Regions from separate parts of the Columba livia genome. Here region 1 is linked to region 2. Evidence: chromatin contacts called from public Hi-C data. All regions are on one chromosome and are shown on one strand. Each heading gives the region's core, a stretch centred on a gene start, on an enhancer-like site or on the middle of the called end of the contact. The rest is flanking DNA. Distances are from core to core; before and after follow the strand shown. Region 1 overlaps HS2ST1 (heparan sulfate 2-O-sulfotransferase 1). Region 2 overlaps HS2ST1 (heparan sulfate 2-O-sulfotransferase 1).

Region 1 (3,721 bases), core at 424-2,923, 89 kb before region 2:
GGAATGGACAATGCTTTTCTCCCTCTATTATTATTTTTTTAAAGCACTTGTATTCTCTCCTGCAGGCTGAGTTGAGGAGTAGATGGACGCTCCATGGTTCAACTCAGCCATGCATGCTGGCTGCTTTTATTCTTCCTTTCAGTAAGGCTCTCAAGATTTGGCACAACAAGAGCATTATATAAGACTAAATAATTCTTACATAAATCTGAGTGAATGCCTTTCATGAAGTACTGAGTGCTCATCATGGCTATAAGTAAAAATGAATCACTTCCTTTTTAAAGGGAAGCTTTAAACCTTGTATTTTGTGTAGTGCCACAAGCCAAAATAACCTTTTGAGCTCTTTGAATTTTCACAGCTGCAGACTGGAGGGAAAAAAGCCCCACACTGATAAATAGAAACTCAAGAATTTCCAAAAGAAATTATTCCCCACTCCAACTGCCTCTTTAGGCACAAAGCCCAGCTCATTTTTGCCAGAATGGTAAATGTTCCTATCATGTGTTTGTATGACCAAGAACCCGAGTATCTAAAGGATAGGATGAGAAAGAATAAAGCAGGGACAGTATGAATTTGGTACTTAAAGAACAGCATGGAGAACAGGTCAAGAAGTATAAGTAATGAAGCTTTTGCTGGAGGCTCATTGAGCAGGTTCAGAGCTCAGCAACAGAATCGTGGAAGACTCTCAACATGTTCCTCTATATAGGGAAATACAGGGATGTACCTCATGCATGCTTTTAAGCTAACAGAATAAATATCTGTATTAAAAGACAAGAATAGTATGTGGAATAGGAATTGGCATATAGGGAACCTAAGAGGAAAAGTGAGAGAAAATGTAATTTCCAGTCTCCTGGATGAAAGTGAGAACCAGTACTGGGAAAGATCAGAGGCTGCATGAAGAACGCTGGGACTGCAGTCATTAAACCCAGCCTTGCTGGAGGAGAAATTCTTTGGCCTGTCATCCTCCTCTGCTACGGGATGCTTATCTCCTGGTGCAAGAGGGAGTTTCTTGCTTCAGTGAAAGACAAGAGTGGGAATGAAGGACCCGGCCTTGAAGAGGAAGTTTGTGCAGTGAAGTAATGGGCTGGCAGCTGGGAGACATGAAAGAAAAGGGAGGCTGAAGGTCAGAAACCCAGTGTCCATCATGTCAAGGAGGAGGATGAAGGAAATGCTGAGAGAGAAGCAGTGAGAAACATTTGGTAAATAACAAATGGAGCAAACAATCTCTCCCTTGAGTGGTAAAGAGGACCTAAGGCTGGGGAGAAGGAAAAGGTTAAAATGTTCTGTTAAAACAGATAAATCATCACCACAGAAACTGAAATCGCTTGTTGGCAAACACGGGAATGAGAAGTATGGGATATAGTCAGTATATTAAAAGACCAGTGGATGGCAGCACATTTTTACTACTGAAATACTGGGTTGTCACACCACATGTTTTGGTTGTAGCTCATCTGCTGACTAATACATCACATGTCGCAAGAACAAATCCACGTTTGACTCCGATAAGCTGGCACAGGCACAGGCTGCAATGACTTGTGCTTCTTGTGTAGAGTTCATGTTTCTCTAAGCCAGTGGTGGCCACTATTGTAGTTGTCCCACAGCCAGTCACGTGGGAGACCAGCAGCAGGTTTGACAGGGACAGGACTGAAAAGCAGAGAATAAGAGCGAGAGAGACATCAGTGGGGATCACGACATGAGACCAAGCTGTATGCACCTTCTCAGAGGTTATAAGGGTATTTCAGGAATAAAAACTCAGGAGCCTATGCCTAAAGAATCACTTTAGTATATTACTTCTGATAATTTAGTGTAGTATGAGTCCCAAGTTTATTGTTCTGCTATGAAGCTGATGATTTTTTTTTTTTCCTCAAAAGCTGGGAATAAAATCTGTGAGTTGTAGAGAATTTTCTTGAGATTTAAAGCTATATATATATATGGAGAGAAAAACTGAGTACCCATTCAGGCCATAGCATAACACCCATCCAACCAAAATCTGTTGTGCATTAAGTAGTTAAATGGAACACTCATTTGCTAATTAGACTTCAGAAAAAAAAACCAACACCACGTTATTCTTGCTTTTACCATATTTATTCACTCTAAGTGGAAAAAAACCTGACAAGTCATAATGGTTTTGACTCATGACCATACATACCATCTATATTCCCTGTTCACATACATCTCAGCCGACAAAGAAAAATATACGCTTTAAAAGAACAGTTTATAAATTGATTTGATAAACAGAGTTCCAATAAACTTGTGAAAGTCAGAAGGAAAGGTTTTTCAAGACTTGTATCTCATGTTTTCTGAAGCAAAACACTTAATGTAAAGCACACTTGACATCTGACTGCCATACACCTCGGTGGTTTTCTATGTAGTCTTCACTAAAGTGTACTTACTAAATGTTTCACTGTACCAGAGCATGAGAGTTCCTCCTTCAGCTTCAAAACCTGTGAACTAGATACTCACTGTAAACAATGCTTCTACAAAAAGGACAGTTCAAATACAAAAGAGAAGAGGCCATTAGCGGTCAAGTTTCTCTGGGAGAGAGAGTACATTGCTTTTGCTTCTGACTTTCTTATAAACAGCAGCAGACAAAAGCACGGTCAGCATTTCACTTATTATTTGAAGCTCTTCAGTTTTAAGAGCATTTGTAAAAACAGGTCCAATTATAACAAAGTGATATTTACATAATTAACTTTGAAATAAAGCATTTTGTTAGTGATAAACGCATTAAGAGCTGAAATATATTAAGATGAGCCATTCTGTTTGTCAACTGGTCAGATATGCATGCTGAAGCTTCCTCCTCTAATGACAAGATGTCCAGTACAGCACAACAGATATTTTTAAATTAATATAGAAGCTGGAATGATTTTTTTAAATTGCAGCACACCACATGTGAGGAGATCACCATGACAAAACAGGAAAAGGAAAAAGGACTGAAAGCAATGATTTATAGACGTTCTAACTTTTCACTTAAAAATTCTTCCACGCTATCTGTATTCCACTTGAGGATGCTCAGTTCTTCTGCAATGTTCCCATTGTCATCCAGCAGCTTTAGTACAGGGTCAGAACCACGCACATACTGCAGGGAACAAAATAAATCAGTTACCTTGGGCGGGAAATGCATCGTCCGTATTAAGACTTCTCTTCCCAGCTGATTTACATCAGTTAAAAATATGTCAAAGCAAGAAAAGTAAAAAGAGTGATGCTATGCAGTATGAATATTTAAGAACAGAGCACTAAATAAAATCAGAGTATTCTGGGCAAATCTTGGCAATACAATTTGTGCTGTGTTCTAAGCTTTAAAAATCCAAAGTTTAGAACTCTTAAAAAACCCCCAGACAGACAAGGCTGGTTGTTCCTGACAATGCTTAATGGTATAAATATTTCAGCACGACATATTTTGTTCTGATTTTAAGAATTTCATTACTGGAGTGTTTAATAACAACACATTCTACTTTCCTCGTTTCACAGGAAATTAAAACACATTAAGAGCAGCGAATGTTTATCTTGAGATCCAGAACAGAGTTACTTGCCTTAAGTAGAACAGGTAGGAAACAGCTTCAGTTCAGACTCCTGACTTGCATTTAATGTCAAAGAGAGGAAAGTGGAGGGACAAGCCAAATGAGATTTTGTGTCTGTGTGCAAAACATCACTTGTTCTCCTTGGCCTACTACACAAGCTAATGCATATGCAGGGCAGCAGTGCCATAAGCCCGGCTTTGAACAAT
Region 2 (3,867 bases), core at 737-3,236:
GTTGTGAACATAGAAAAGCCATGGTACAATTACCCAGTGTTTCAAGCCCTCAGCTTGCTGTTTTCTGTTCCTTGTTCTTTTTTCTCCTGCAGTTTCCCTCTCCATTTTTCTCCAAAGAGCAGCCTGAAAATACATGATCTTGCTCCCAAATGTATTCTAAACCAGTGGCTTCTGAGAGGATAGCACCCTCATGCTGACTGTAGTACTTACTTCCTCTGGTGAGGGTTTCGATGGCTGTCAGAAGTGGAACAAGGAAAAGGTCGCAGCGACTCTCTTAGAAGTGGAAGTACTGCTGTGTGCTTCTGAATATTTAAGAATTTTTCTCTTGGATTTAAATGGCCTAAAGAGAACTAGTGTCCACTGCTGTACATGTGCCAATGGTATTTTTCCTTCTGAGAAAGACATGTTGATGCGAGGCGGGTATCCTGGCTCTACTGTGGCCGAGCTGGTGAACTCTGTCTTTTCACCATCTCACAAAATTGCTGCCCTTGCCTTGAGCTTCCTTGTGGTTTCTCATGGCATACAGCTGAAGGTGTGCTGCTAACCTGTGTCCAGTGTTCTGACGCTCAGATTCAGAGCTAACAGTAAGTTATTAGTCTGTATGACATGTGGATAGCTGAGCTGCCAGTGCCTTCCTGCAGAGGGATTCTGATTCAGTCATCCCATCATGCTTGGCCTTTAAATGTGAGTCTGAGATTTCCTTTGATAGGGACACTATGCTGGTCTTCAGTCCTACTTGAGAGCCCTTTTTTTATAGTTCAAACGGAAAATCCTCATGTGTACTTACCAAGCTGGGCTTGTGATAGTCATCCCCCCAGTTATTTTTGGTTTTAAGTCAGCTATTCAGGAATTGACAAACAAAACTGGAATGTAATGATGTGAAAATCTGGGTCTTTTTTTGATATCCAAAAGTCCATGTGATGCCAGGCCACAGGGTAATGACCACCATACCATCTCTTGGGGGTATGTGTTCAGGCTGCAGATAAGAGGGACTGTTGGAAGCAGTTAATGGACAGAGATGACAGCTTACAGCATCACTTCGGTTTGCATGCACAGATTACCCAGGGCTTTTTGCTCAGACCAAGTGTGCTGGTTTGGTTGTTTTTTGGTTTGGTTTTGTTGTTTGTTTTTTTTTCTTTAGGCTCACTGGCACTTGTTTTAAATTCTTATCGTCCTAGAAACTGAATGTATTTAACTTACCTTTCAGGACATCTTACGCCCCCAGAGTACGTTTGATCTAGCTTTTTAATTCAGTGAAGCTCTGCTGATTTCTCACTTACTAAAGGCTGTGAAGCAACTTTGTACCTTATGATATAAAAGCACCATGAAACAACTTCACAGGGATTCCATATATGTCTATCTGAACTTTTAAAGTAACCTCAAATTTTATTCAGTTGGGTTCAGATGGAGAAGCTTGCTCAGTCTCTTGAAAGCTCCAGTATCTGCTAAGCCCTGGAAAGAAAGGTAAAACTGATCATATTTAACAGTATGAAGCAGCAAGCAATATTCATCTCTGCCCTCAAATGTGTGAATCCAGACTCATTAGGCTGTGACCTGGAACAGTTCTGATTTTTTGAATGCTGCAAACTGCGGGAAGGTAGAAATAATCTCTTTTCTAAAGGCTAGTTATAGGTGTTAAAATCTTCCGTTCTCAGAGGCACTGTGTATTGGTGGTCCGTCTTAAGGCAGATGTCAATGTCACAGCTGTCTTTTTAACCCTTCCTAGCCTTCTCTGAGCTCCCCTGGTGTTAAAGTTAATAAGAGGCTAGAACATCCACCCTGTGTTCATAAAAAATATTTCTGTAGCAGACAATGACATTGTAAAACAAAGACAATGAAGGATTTTTTTAACTATTACTGGGACATTTAGGATTTGATGCCGTGCAGTGGCATGGGGATCTAAGGCAGAACTGACCCTTGGGATTTGGCACTTAACATTCCCCTGTGTCTAGTCTTAGTCTGTTGGCTTGGTCATGGAAACATAACTGAAATGTGAGCTTTAGTACACATGCTGGACTACACACGATGGGCAGCACAACTGGTTTACCTGCGGAGTTATATCAACTGTCTGTGACATTTTGGGGCTTGAGTGTGAGGGAAGGGAGGATAATACATACTTTGCATTTAGGAAACTTCTTTCCCAGACAAAGAAATATTCATTGCTGAGGCTTTCCACTGAAAATGTCCTGTTGTTAATCTTTGAAAGCTGCAGTCAATGCAAGTGTGGTTTGTTTCAGTAGCACTAAAAGTTCAATGGGATTCAAAGGCTCATAGATGTATTATCAGTTTGTGCTGTGGACAAAAGCAGACAGAAAGCCAAGTAAGCTTGAAACATTGTATAGCATTGTGCAGTGCTTTTTATGTAGATTTGCCACAATTTTCACGTGCAATATATGGTTGAAATCATGAAATGCCACAGACTGTAAAACTTGTACACTGAAAAAATGAATGCTGCCTCTTGTTAAGAAGTAATATGCATTTCTTTTACCTGAGAGTCCAAGAGCAAGTGTTTGAAGAAACAAGTAAAAGTTATCAACCTCTTAAATCCCAGAATGCAAGTTGGGCACATTTGAAGGAACAGCAGCAGGCCAGTCTTGCCTCTTAATTCAGGGCACTCTCAATCCGTTAGACTGTACAGAATGTTAATGTGTTGTCTTGAGCTCTCAAACTTTCCGTTTTTTGACTCTCTTGTCTCACCTCAGTATCTTCTTGGTTATCTATATGTCACTGTATAACAGTAAAGATATTGTAGATGTGCAAGGAATGCTATCTTCTAATTCTCAGCTTCCAAAATGGCATATCGTTGTCAGACAGCTCAAGCAGTACAAATTTATCATCTTTTCTTTATTATCCAATTCACTAGTTTTGAAATAACTTTCACAGTTAAATGCTTTGATGTTAAAATATTCTGTTCATCTAATAAAGCCAAGCTATATCAGGATTTGCATGTCCTACTTAATTTGATCATACTTTCTGGTTTAGGGCATGTATCATATTTTGTTCTTTGAAATGTAAAGCTATTCCTGTTTTTGTGAAATTTGCTGATAACTGCTTTATCAGCCCTTGTTTAAGGGCTACTTCATGCTTTAACATGGAAGTTTCACTGAGTTGTTAGGCTAAGAGAACTATTCAAAATGGTAAACTATAGATCGAATTTACACTGTATACATACGTAAAATTTGTGGGTTATTCATGCATTGCATTTTGAGATGGGGAAGCAAATCAACCATCAGATTTGTTTCTTATGTCCCAGTAAAACAGGTCTAAGAGCATGTTTGCAAATCTAGTACGCTTTTATTTGAGGGACTAAATACAGATCAGATGATTCCATGTACTTGCATTTCTGTCTGTTGCTGAGGGAATTCCACATTCCTTTCAAAGGACAAATGCAATGGGCTGACAAAAACGTAAATGGTTGTCTTGCTAATGTTTTCGTGATAGCTTTCCTTGAATTGCCCTTCTGATTGTTGTATTCTGCTTTTGTTTAGTTTCTGATCAAGTTCTAATGAGCTAAAAAGAGGCATCTTTATGCTTGCACAAAAGTCTATTTTAGTTGACACAAATTCTTTGATGATATTCAAAATAGACTTCTCTTTTCCTAATGCATTGGAAGATTTTATTTACAAACCAGAAAACACCAAGTATGGGGAAACTTAATGTGTTCCAGCTGTACAGAAACCCTTTCTGCTGTCACTTTTACAGGTCCGATTTGTGAAGAATGTGACTTCCTGGAAGGAAATGAAACCAGGATTTTACCACGGACATATATCTTATTTGGACTTTGCAAAGTATGTTACCCTTGGATTTATCTGTTGAGTAGCGTAGTGGTTAAAGTTGCTTGGCTCCAACTGGGATATTACTGCCCTC

The links. Hi-C and Micro-C count contacts between places; a contact is called where the count stands out from the background.
Region 1: a contact with region 2 is called in a Hi-C map of crop, with 4 times the contacts expected there. The contact joins two enhancer-like sites. A contact is called at or near these places in 2 of 2 Hi-C or Micro-C datasets (crop and liver).

Annotation. Positions count from the first base shown.
Region 1 is chr8:26,463,478-26,467,198 of bColLiv1.pat.W.v2, reverse strand. All of the region lies in intron 1 of HS2ST1 (heparan sulfate 2-O-sulfotransferase 1), which reads left to right. SELENOF (selenoprotein F) reads right to left here. Exons shown (of 5, transcript XM_065071249.1): 5 at 2,064-3,073. The coding sequence ends at 2,942. Among named protein-coding and RNA genes, the nearest start is that of HS2ST1, 13 kb to the left of the region's middle. Within about 2 kb of position 1,673, at least 1 of the 3 cell types and tissues checked has an H3K27ac peak away from gene starts, as active enhancers do.
Region 2 is chr8:26,374,365-26,378,231 of bColLiv1.pat.W.v2, reverse strand. It overlaps HS2ST1 (heparan sulfate 2-O-sulfotransferase 1), which reads left to right. Exons shown (of 7, transcript XM_065071191.1): 3 at 3,703-3,788. Among named protein-coding and RNA genes, the nearest start is that of SELENOF, 63 kb to the left of the region's middle. Within about 2 kb of position 1,986, at least 1 of the 3 cell types and tissues checked has an H3K27ac peak away from gene starts, as active enhancers do.